Linked DNA regions of Mus musculus: region 1 is linked to region 2. A link is a contact called in public HiChIP or PLAC-seq data. All regions are on one chromosome and are shown on one strand. The core of a region is the stretch at or near the end of the contact, and the rest is flanking DNA. Distances in the headings are between cores, read along the strand shown. Region 1 overlaps Rad50 (RAD50 double strand break repair protein). Region 2 holds the start of Il4 (interleukin 4).

Region 1 (5,945 bases), core at 817-3,316, 38 kb after region 2:
TCGGTAGTTGTAATTTCGCCTTTTATCAGAAGCCGATACATTTTCATCAGCATCAGATCGAATTTCTATGTATTCAATATCTGAGACAGTAAGCAGAGTAATTTAGAGAACCTACACTACACCTTTGTCACTTAAACACATCGTCATAGAAGCCTGGGACGACAGTGAGTCTGATGTCCTTAGGAGCACTGGCTGCCTTGCAAACTCTCTGGCCAGGAAGACTCAGATCATGTGGTCTGCCCAGATGCAGCCTGGATGGCCCACCCCCGCCTGGGCCCAGCTCTTTTCTAAGAGTTTCCTTTGGGTACTTTTCTTATCACACTTGGGCCTATCCCTATCTGCGCTTTCACAGAACCCATTATGTCATCAGCTAAATGTGTCTGCTGCAGCCAATATGAGTCGTACAGGGCTTTGGAAGAGAAACTGCATTTTCATTTTGTTGTAAGATGTTGCAAAGATAAGAATTCTTAGAAAACTCTCAAAGACTTGCTCAGGAAGGGGTTTGAGAAGGCAAAGCTGGCAACTAAGGTCATACAGGAGAGGCTGTGGGCAGAGCTTTGGAACAAGCATTTGAGACACACCATGTTAGTTACCTTGCCCACGATAGGTACTCCGCCAAAGATCACGAATAATTTTGTTGATTTCTTCCATTTTCATACTGTGAAATTTCATAATTGCTCTGGAAAAAGGAAGTCAGTTTTACTTAATACAATATGTACTATTTATATGAAAGACATAACTATGTAGTAGTATATGCTAAATTATATATGAATATGTATACTAATAATGATAATAATATCACTGCCCTAGTACTTTTTTTTTTAAAGATTTATTTATTTATTATATGTAAGTACACTGTAGCTGTCTTCACACACTCCAGAAGAGGGCGTCAGATCTTGTTAGGATGGTTGTGAGCCACCATGTGTTTGCTGGGATTTGAACTCAGGACCTTTGGAAGAGCAGTTGGTGCTCTTAACCGCAAAACCATCTCTCCAGACCCCTAGTACTTTTAATTAGAAAAGTAGACTATGGAAAGGTCTAGAAAAAAGTTAAACAGGACCAAGCAGTGCCATTTCCCTGGTATTGAGAACTGCCAGGCCCCAAGTTGTCACGCATCTCCGTCTTTTCCTCTGGCATCCAAGGACTTCTTAAAGTACTCAGAAGCTGCAAGGGTTGAGTGTGGTGGTACACACACATACACACCTTTAATCCTGCACTCAGGAGGCAGAGGCCAGCCTGGTCTACACAGTAAATTCCCTAAAGCTATACAGTGAAACCCTGTCTAAAAACAAATCCCCAGAACCTTTTAGAAAATAAATCTTTAACAGACTTCTTTCCTAGGCCCTAAGATCACAATGGAGAGGGATTGGGGGGCAGCCTCTCCAGAACTGGCAAGAGGCCTGTTGCGGGCAGACCTATGTGCTAAGGCTGAGGGTGTAGCTAGCCAGAGGTTCTTGTCGCAGAACAAAGTAAAGTCTCTGGAACTGCTGTCTGGCCATTCTAGAATTTTTATTTCTCTTTGAGACAAGGGTCTCTACAGGCTGTCCTCTAGATCAAGCTGGCCTTGAACTCAGAGATCCACCTGATTCTGATTCATGAGTGTTGGGACTAAAGGTGTGTGCCACCATGCACCGTGGCCAGTTTTTCTAGAATTGCTAAGGTTCATCAAAAGCCAGCCCCTTCTACCTTTTATTTTTTAGATCTGTGAATTTTACCAACCCGAAGGCATCTGTGGCTCAAAAGGAGGCCTTGACTTAGAAGCCTGACTCTCTCATCAGTCACCAGGGCTAGTACCAGTGTGCACTAACCTCCACAGGCCTACCCTTACTTCAATTCTCTTTTAAAGCAGTAGTCTCTAGACACTGAAAGAAGAAATGCTTGTGAAAGCCAAAGCTTCCTGTTAAACCTGAACACCATGCCTGCCCTAGCTACCTCAGCTCTCAGGAGACAGGACTAACAAAGTCACTCCAGTGGTAGGAAGGCAAGTTTCACAGCTATCACCATGCAAAGGATGTGCGCGGACTCCCTTCCATTTGCTGGCCTCTTATCTGATATATACAAAAAAAGAAACTAAACGTAATGCCGCTGCCTCTGTACAATCATTCCGTGATCTTCTGGTCACCAGCCAAAGAGAAAGAAATGACTCAACATAAATACGTCTAAGTATCAGATGCAGGCTGCTGAAACAGTAAGCCTGGAGAAGCCTCTCTGCTTCACCAGGTCTCCATTTTCTAACCCACGCTCATCTCTGCCTGATACTTTATGCTTCTTTCATAAAGTGTAGACAAACCAGCTATTATTTTCTTAAAAAGGGAAAATGGTAACAAAAAGTATTTCACAGAATGTTTCGAGAACCAATCATATGTGAAGATTACTTTTCCAAAGCTTTATATGCTAGGATCCTAATTTTATAAATGGCCTTTTAAAATGTTATTTTTTTCCTCTGGTTGGTAACTAACATAAATAAGCTTGTGAATGGAGAACACACACCAAGTAGGGTAGAGAGTCAGAGCAGAGGGAGCCTCGTACAGAAAGGCTCAGGGTGTCACAGAAATGACGACTGCTACAGTTGGTCGGTCGGCTGGCCGGGCAGCTGAAGTTGGGTCTCTCTGGGAGTTAGCAGCACAGTGCGTAACCACTGGGGATGACCAAGGTGACTGCAGTAGGCCATCTAAAGAAGCAGCCACTGACGTAGCTTCACCTTCTGAAAGACAAGCTGTGCTCCAAGTCACATAACATCTCTCCAATCTCCAATTACTACGAAAACAGATCCTATAAAATTTGCCTGAGATACAGAAAGTGGCTAGGAAACTAGCAGCTTTGATTATGGTAGTTTTGTTGTTGTCTGTTTTTAAGGGAGTGAACAGACAAGAGTATTGTCAAATCTTCCAAGCATGTCTACCTTCTGGGTATACAAAGCAGTAGAAAGCAGGAGAAACTGAAAACAGCAAACACTTTTGGGCTTGTTTTTCCTGTGATGAGAGAGGTATCCTAAATGCGTTTAGTCATAAGGGCACTGAATAGAACACGTGCCTGTGGAGCCAGCCTTTCCTGCTGTACATGGAAACCAGGATAAGCACACCTCAGGCAAGCACGCCGTCTACCCCACCCCAGCCCCCTATCTCGGCTTACTGAGTAGTAGTTATCCTTAGAAAGCAAGAACAGTACAGCAGGAAGAGAGTTGTCCAAGGTAACACTGCATATCAGACTAAAGAAAAACTGACGAGCCAGTGACTATAAAAGGAACATTTGCTGCACTAGCACAGAGTTTTGGTAAAAATCACAAGTATATGACAAATGGAAGAAAATGTCTTTTCTTTCATAAAATGTCTCAGTCGGGCATCTATAGCAACAGCAAAAACAATCTAACACAGACATAAACACCCTTCCCACAATAACCAGGAAAGGCGCTGAAGCTTGTAAGACAGGAAAGAGAAAGGACTGAAGTGACAGGCAGCAATGGCACCTGCCACAGTTTCTGCAGGTAAGGTTTGACTGGATACCTAAACATTCAAGAAAATCAACTGAAATATTAAGATTACCCAATTAAGCAGAAATGAGCCTAGGTACGGGGTACAGGCCTTTAATCCATCATTGGGGGATGAATACAGGAGGACCTCAAGCTCACTGACCATCTGAAGTGATGAGCCCTAGAAACCCTCTTCCATACAGAGACCCTGTCTCAAAACAAAACAAAGCAAAAAAGATGAAGAGCTACTAGACATGTTCTCTCCTGTTTCCCCCCCCCCCCCCCCAAGTTAAAGTAACCCGAGGCTGGAGAGATGGCTCAAGTGGATTAGAGTAATAACTACTCTTCCAGAGGTCTTGAGTTCAATTCCCAGCAACCACATGGTGGCTCACAACCATCTGTAATGGGATCTGATGCCCTCTGCTAGTGTGTCTGAAGACAGCTACAGTGTACTCATACATAAAATAAATAATTCTTTAAAAAAAAAAGTTAGGGCTGGTGAGATGGCTCAGTGGGTAGGAGCACTGACTGCTCTTCCAAAGGTCCTGAGTTCATATCCCAGCAACCACATGGTGGCTCACAACCATCTGTAACAAGATCTGACCCCCTCTTCTGGAGTGTCTGAAGACAGCTACAGTGTACTTACTTACATATAATAAATAAATAAATCTTTAAAAAAAAATAAAATAAAAGTTAAAGTAACCAGTGTAATGGCACACACCTGCTACCCAAGGCTGGTCAGGAAGATTATTAGAGAATAACAGAAGAAAGAAGTTTTGTAATCTTGGATTTAGAAGCTCTGACTAAGGTACAGAACTATGAAGATATAAATTAAGTCCTCAATGGTGTCGTGAACAAAGTTAAAGGACAAGTGAGAACTTAAAATGAAAGAGAAGGAGCAATTTCAACCAGAGCATTTTCATGCAACAGTGGGTCATGGTGACACTGACAGTCTTATGCATATACTGAAAGTAGAAATACACACTTTACAAATGCTTTTGGCCAGGTGTTGGTGGCATTCTTCTTTAATCTCAGCACTTGGGAGGCACAGGCAGGTGGCTCTCTGAGTTTGAGGCCAGCCTGGTCTACAAATCAAGTTTCAGGACAGAGAGAGTTATGTAGAGAAACCCTGTCTCAAAAACAAACAAACAAAAAGTGCTTTTGGGAACCAATCTGGTATTAAGTTAAAAATGATCATACCCTCTGACCTAGTAGCTTCATTTCTAAGAAGCTATCTTTCTGGTCTATCTGCACAAGTATGCAAAGTCATATATACGGTAGCAGCAGTGGACAAATTTTAAAGTGTCCTAATGTCATTGGTTGAAATAGGTAAAATCTATTTTATGGATTATACAAAACATTAAAAGCAATGAAGCACACACACCTATGAACATAAAAGAAATACATGGTTATATATTAAAAAAAAACAAAAAAACAGTGAGTTGGGAGGTGGTGGCAGGTGGATCTAGGACTGGCTCAAGGTCAGTTTGGTCTACAGACTGAGTTCTCGGACAGCTAGGACTACACAGAGACCTTGTCTCAAAAATAGAAAATGAAAAAAGGGAAGAGAGCGATACCATTCACACTGTGCTGATGCACTGTGAGGGAAGCGGGGTTAGCAACGCAGGAGCGCCTTGGTGAGTAGCACTAGGCAGGCACTGTCACCAAGTACCAAGTCTACCCGGACCTGTGTTCTCAGACTTGCAGATGTGCAGTATGGAGAAGCATAAGGCACAAACAATATGGACTGAAAGGGAGGAGCCAACATGTCTATTTGTGAAGGGTTTAAGTGAACATTCCAAGAAGGAGAACTGCACAGGGAAACAGACATTAAGAGAACAAACTGTTCAGCTTGGTGAGGGGCACTGTGAGAAGAGATCGGGGTGACTGAAGTCTTTCCTATAATGACAAAAGGAACCACCTATTAGCCTAGAAGAAAAACAATGGGGCATGTATGGGTGAGAACCACAGGAGTGTGTAGAGGTGAAGCAGCTACCGCAGAGGCAGGTGAGCTTGGGAGAAGCTGATGGAAGGAAAGCTGTCCTGCAACACTGCCGCCACGCAGAAACCTGTGCAAACTGGAGCTGTCACTGCACTGAACTCCATTACTCTTTACACTTGTTACAGCACTACACAAAACTATCCTTAAACCAAAGATGACCTTAAGAATCTTTGCCGTCTCTTGAGGCAACAATTTAAAAAGGCATGAGTTTGAGGAGACAGTTGAGGACTAGTTATTTGGCAAGTACATAGCCCTGCTGTGGCCCAGAGTGCCGTCTGTCAGCTAAATGAATAACTGGGAAGTGGAACGTTTTCCTTGTAAAAACTGGCTCTCAAAAGACCATAAGAATGTCTAAGAACTAAGAAAACAGCAACTTATAAACGTATTCAGTTTTATAATGAAATACTCATTAATAGCTTGAAAGAGTACTTTAAAGACTTCTCTAATACTTCGCTGCATTTTGTGTGGATGAAT
Region 2 (5,783 bases), core at 3,004-5,503:
AGAAGGCAACACTCATAGTCCAATGGAGGACTAAGGAATGTCCCTAGGAAAGCCAGAGATAGGAGTCCAGTGTAGGCAAAGTGTCTAGGAGCCTGGTCTAGGCGGTCAGAGAAGGCTTCTGGAAGAAGGTGCCATTGACCTGGGCCTTAGTAAGCCTTTGCCCATCATCAGGAGAGATAAGAGCTCCTGGCTCTTCCTGTGACCTCAGATCTCAGAAGACAGAATGCACCAGGGGAGGACCACAGACAGATCATGGAGACTGTCTGAGTATGAGCCAGTCTGTATTCCACTGAGAGAAACTGCTTCTAGCCTGTGCACGACATTGGCTACTCAGCTGCCTGCAGACCAGGGACTTCTTAGCTACTCTGATGGCTCCACCCTGGGCCCACTGAGCCAGCATGTGTGGTGATGAAACCTGGGAGCCTTCAGCCCAAGCAATTTCTAAACTGTTTCACTTTTCACAGTTGCTCTTTTTTTTTTTTCCCCCTTTGGTTTTTCGAGACAGGGCTTCTCTGTATAGCCCTGGCTGTCCTGGAATTCACTTTGTAGACCAGGCTGGCCTTGAACTCAGAAATCCACCTGCCTCTGCCTCCCGAGTGCTGGGATTAAACAATTGCCCTCCCCCACCACAACTATTAGGGTTTATTTAACAAAAATGAATTCACTAATCCCACCAGCCAGAGAGAACTCTTACACTGCTAATACTTGGGTAAATATCAGAACTGGGGGTGATCTCAGTGGTAGAGAGCACTTGCCTAGCATGTGTGAGAGCCTAGGATCAATACAGCAACAAACAAACCAACAAACAAAACAAAACAACCCTCTCCACCATCGTGTCGCCACCAGCCTCCTTGGGGCTCATGAAAACTTAGTCCTATCCCTACTACAGTTCTTTATCTGTAATTGGGCCCCAATCTAGTCAGTCAGTGCTCTAGATGAGGCACTGTGTCATAAATAACCAAGTGGGGCCGGAGGAGACGGCTCAGGGGCCAGAGTGCTTGCCTTGCAACCATGAAGACCTGAGTTCAATTCTTAGAACCGGCTTGGTTTTTGTTTTCTTAAAAAAACCAGCTGAATGTGATTGTGTACCTTACAGGAGAGGCGGAGAGACAGGAGGCTTCCTGGGCAGCCAGCTTGGCCTATTGCCAAGCTCCAGGCCAATTAGGGCCTGTGTTTGAAAAAGAGAGAGAGAGAGAGAGAGACAGAGAGAGAGAGAGAGACAGAGAGAGAGAGAGACAGAGAGAGAGAGAGAGACAGAGAGAGAGAAAGAAGGAAGGAAGGAGACAGCAATATAGAAGGTGCTACTATGTGCACAAACACATGTGTATTCACATATTCATGCATGTGCATGCATGTGAACAAGCACAGATGCATGAACACACACACGCACGCACGCACGCACGCACACACCACACACACAGTGTATCTCAAGGGCTTCAGTCTTAAACACTCTTTTTTAAAATTGGAACTAAGCCAGCCGATGGAACCCCCAGAAACTCTTCCCAGAACAGCCAGCTTGGTGCCTGCCACTTGCTTATCCTTGAACGGCCATCAGCATCCCGGCTGGTATTGCCTGTGATGCCCGAGATTCACCTCATCACACTCCTCCTTACACCAACAGGGTTACCCAACTTGGAGATGCTGGGACTTTTGATCCCCAAAAGAGTTAAAGTAAAGGAACTAGATTTTGGAAAGGTAGTCTTTTGGGAACCCTAAAGAAGTAGTCCCCCTCATATCACTTTTGAGGGGTGTGAATAAGCCATATTGTGAAGGTAAGCAAAGTGTTTGAGAGACAGACCGAATGGGAGAAGCGGAAAATCAATTACCCAGGAGGCACTGAAGCAGCTCAGGGAAGAGCCACAAAACAGGCGAGTGTGAAGGAAGCCATGGAAGGCTTTTTCAAGCTCATGTAAACGCTGGGGCAGATTGGGTAAGAGGAAAGCCGCCATGAGAGCTAAGGGGTGGGAGTGGGTAAGAGGAAAGCCAGCATGAGAGCTAAGGGGTGGGAGTGGGTAAGAGGAAAGCCGCCATGAGAGTTAAGGGGTGGGAGTGGGAAAGAGGAAAGCCGCCATGAGAGCTAGGGGGTGGGAGTGGGTAAGAGGAAAGCCAGCATGAGAGCTAAGGGGTGGGAGTGGGTGCATGCAGTCTTCCAGAACAGCCTCCAAGGAGGGGACCCAGACTTGGAGCCCTGTAGGCTTGCCTGGCTGACGGCCCTTCCTCAGACTCATTGCATCTCAGAAGCCAGGCTGTGCCTTTGGTCCGAGTCCTAGAGCCGTCCACAGACACTTTCAGTTAAATTCTTACAGCTGCCCTCATATGACCTCAGAATCAACCTTTGTATCCCCAAAAGTAAACACCGGACCTCCAACGTTTATGAAGACCTACCAAGGGCCATTCTGTTAGTGAACGGCAGAATTGCAGCCAAAAGCAAAGGCTCTCACACCCAGACCCCACAATTCCTCTGGTCCCAGTCCTCAAGAGCTGGTCCCTGCCCTGGCGTTTGCTAGGGCAGGACAGTAGACTCAGTTTCTGGTAGGACTCAGAATTGGGAAATACTTAAGTTTGCATCTGTAGAAAACAGTGAGATAGATATATATTGATAGATAGAGAAAGAGACAGACACATATGTAGACACATATATCCATATGAATGTACACATATATACATACATGTACATCTGTCCTTCAGAAACTCATTCTGCATCAGACTCCTGGAGTAATCTTGAATAGAATGGGACCATCCGGATCGAGCCGGGAGGACAGATCTCTGGTGAAGCAGGATGAATCCTATCCATGGCTTGGGTACAGGTCTGTCACCCCAACCACCCCACAGGTCTTTGTTCCTGACCTCATGTGAAAAGCAGGCAGTCTGGAGACCACTGGTAAGTCAAGACTTTGGGGCCTTTCATTCTCAGTGGTGTGTTTCCATGAAAACAGGAACTGAAATGCACAAAGCTATTGATACAGCATAGCCAAGTCATGTGTTTGTCAGAGAAAATGCACTATCAGCCTGTCACATCTGTCCCCTCCCACTACAAATGGAGGGGCGGGGGGCAGGGCAGAGCAGCAGGCAGAAAGGGAAGAGAGATGTCCAAGCAGAAGCAGGGATGGTCAGACTCCAGCCAGAGGACAGCTCCCAGCTAGGGGATAGCTAGGGGAATGGGGTGGAACAGAGTGAGCTGAGGAGGCCCTGCAGTGGGCCACCATCAGATGACTGTTAGGTGACCAGAAAGAGGCCTGTAGGGACCATACGAAGTCTCATAGACAAAGCAAAAGCCTTCTCAACCTCTAATCTTCATATCTGTATTTGAGAGAGTATTTGGGTTTTTTTTTTTTTTTCAGAAATGCATGGCCTGAGAGTGAGAGAGAGAGAGAGAGAGAGAGAGAGAGAGAGAGAATTTTCTCACTCAACAGCACAAATTGTGTGTCTCCTATGATCTAGATCTAGATACCGTATCAAGCAAGGCCAGGTAGGACTCTAGATATCTGTACTCTTATCTGAGTTACAATGAATAAATCCTGGCTTTCTCTGACTTGTCTTCTGAGTCTAGTGAAATCCGAAACTGAGGAGTGCAACTCAGCCTCCACAAAGGATAAAAGCACCTCCTTTGGGCCTCCTGGGTTTCTATCACAGGCATTTCTCATTCAGATTCGTGTGTGTGTGTGTGTGTGTGTGTGTGTGTGTGTGTGTGTGTGTGTGTGAGACCTTCCTCTCCCACCTCCAGAATATGCCACAGCAGACCCCTCAGGTCCACTTACCTTCGTTGCTGTGAGGACGTTTGGCACATCCATCTCCGTGCATGGCGTCTTGATGCAGACAGAGCAAAAGATAAAAGTTAATCCAAGCAGGACAGAGAAAGCATCGCTACACCTCCCACCCCCCACCCGGGAGACTCCCTCTGCCTCCAAGGTGGAAGTAGCAGGGTCTCTTGAGCTTTGTCCCTAGTCCTGCCTCAGCCACCTGCCGTCCGTCCACCTCTCTAGCAACTCAGCTCTCCAAGCCTAGAATCGCCCCAGCAGTATCACCTGGGTATCTGGAGAGATGGTGCCAGATAGGTACTTACCCCTTCTCCTGTGACCTCGTTCAAAATGCCGATGATCTCTCTCAAGTGATTTTTGTCGCATCCGTGGATATGGCTCCTGGTACATTCGAGAAAGAAGAGCAGGATGACAACTAGCTGGGGGTTGAGACCCATCAATAGCTCTGTGCCGTCAGTGACGAGAGACAATTAAGTTTATCAAGAGATGCTAACAATGCAATGCTGGCAGAGGTCTCTCTATATATAGAGTTAAAGTTGCTGAAACCAAGGGAAAATGAGTTTACATTGGAAAATTTTATTACACCAGATTGTCAGTTATTCTGGGCCAATCAGCACCTCTCTTCCAGGAGAAAAAAGAGAAACAGGTAAATTTTCCTGTGAAATCAGACCAATTGGAAAATGAAACACCCCTCCCCCCCCTTTTTTTTTAAATCTACAAAGTTTCAGCATAGGAAATTACACCATAATCGGCCTTTCAGACTAATCTTATCAGCGTAGGGTTGCCACTGGCTCTCCTCCTGCAGAGAAGGAAGAGGTCACAGGTGTCCGAGGGTGCTGGTGTCGCCCTGGGGAAAGACAGAGTAATATCAAGAAAGTCTGCCTTGAGCACACCTGGGCCTAGCTGCTTCCTGCTATGGGGGCCCCTTGGAAACTCTGATATCTTGGGAAAGCTGACTCTGGGGTCTTACCTCATAGAAGGATGATGGAGGCAGACCTTCTCGCATCCTAGACCAGCTGATCTTACAAGTTTGTGGTCTTTGGAGACAGAGAGGTGACATGGAGTGGGGCAGGCAGGACCATGGAATGAGGCTTTACCTATATGGAGGTTCTGGGCTAGGTTGAAGATTTTTCCTACCTTAGACAGAAGCCTGAGAAATGGCTGATTTAAAAAAAAATTTTTTTAAATTACTTCATGTGAGCATGTGTGTATCTATGTGCACTACAGCATCAGTGTGGAGGTCAGGAGACCGGGTCTCTCTTTGCACCGTGTGGATCCTTGAACTCAGACTCACAAGCTTGGCGGCAAGCACCTTCCCTCCTGAGCCATCTCATTGGCCCAAGAATGGCTGGCTGCCTTTTCAATGAACTTAAAACATATCCTTCACTAACCAGGAAACAGCCCTCTCTCACCCTCTCAGTCAGCACCCTGCCCCCAGCCCACTGCCTTAATCTAACGAATGCAGGCCCTGTCGAGGTACTCATTGCCCCCCACCAGCAGTGAGCACCGCACCCCTGCCATCTGCTTGGAAGCGAAGCTCTGTTTTACAGAGTAGAAAGGGTTCTTCATATCCCCCAAGTCCCTGCCTCCAATTCTGACTTCTCATTTCTGGAAGACCATCTAGAAATAGTTGTTGCTAAGGTTGTCATTGTGTGTTAAATTATTTTTCCATTACTGTTATTTAATTAATAAAAACTGAAGATGTTTATAATATATAAGCCTTCCTTCCCTTCTTCTTTCCTTCCTTCCTCCTTTCTTTCTTTCTTTCTTTCTTTCTTTCTTTCTTTCTTTCTTTCTTTCTTTCTTTTTTTCTTTCTTTCTTTTTAACTTTTAAAATAAAAAAATTTGAAGGGTCTCACTCTGAAGTCAAAGCTACCTAGGAACTTATATAGGTAAGGCTGCCCTCAGATTCATGGTCACTCTCCTGCCTCCACCTCTCAAGTGTTGAAGTTACAGATATAAGCCACCATACCCCACTTACAAATATATATATATTAACTGTGACTGTTGTAAAGTTGGACACAG

What was found. HiChIP or PLAC-seq counts read pairs in DNA pulled down with a chosen protein or histone mark.
Region 1: a contact with region 2 is called in a BATF HiChIP or PLAC-seq map of CD8 T cells, with 12 read pairs. The contact joins the enhancer-like site here to the promoter of Il4 in region 2. A contact is called at or near these places in 3 of 15 datasets of contacts at CTCF or cohesin (CD8 T cells, the G1E-ER4 cell line and the NIH/3T3 cell line), 3 of 484 Hi-C or Micro-C datasets (cortical neurons, nephron progenitors and spermatogonial stem cells), 5 of 115 datasets of contacts at active chromatin or transcription factors (CD8 T cells, the HPC-7 cell line, the SCID.adh cell line and 1 more) and 3 of 9 other capture datasets (adipose tissue, liver and pancreatic islet).

What each region holds. Positions count from the first base shown.
Region 1 is chr11:53,654,940-53,660,884 of GRCm38.p6, forward strand. It overlaps Rad50 (RAD50 double strand break repair protein), which reads right to left. Exons shown (of 25, transcript NM_009012.2): 22 at 594-679; 23 at 1-80. Among named protein-coding and RNA genes, the nearest start is that of Il13, 23 kb to the left of the region's middle. Within about 2 kb of position 2,067, at least 49 of the 459 cell types and tissues checked have an H3K27ac peak or open chromatin away from gene starts, as enhancers often do. A contact at or near this core is called in CD8 T cells, the G1E-ER4 cell line, the HPC-7 cell line and 1 more, where this site is marked.
Region 2 is chr11:53,614,412-53,620,194 of GRCm38.p6, forward strand. It overlaps Il4 (interleukin 4), which reads right to left and starts at 4,254. Exons shown (of 4, transcript NM_021283.2): 1 at 4,064-4,254; 2 at 3,759-3,806. The coding sequence starts at 4,195.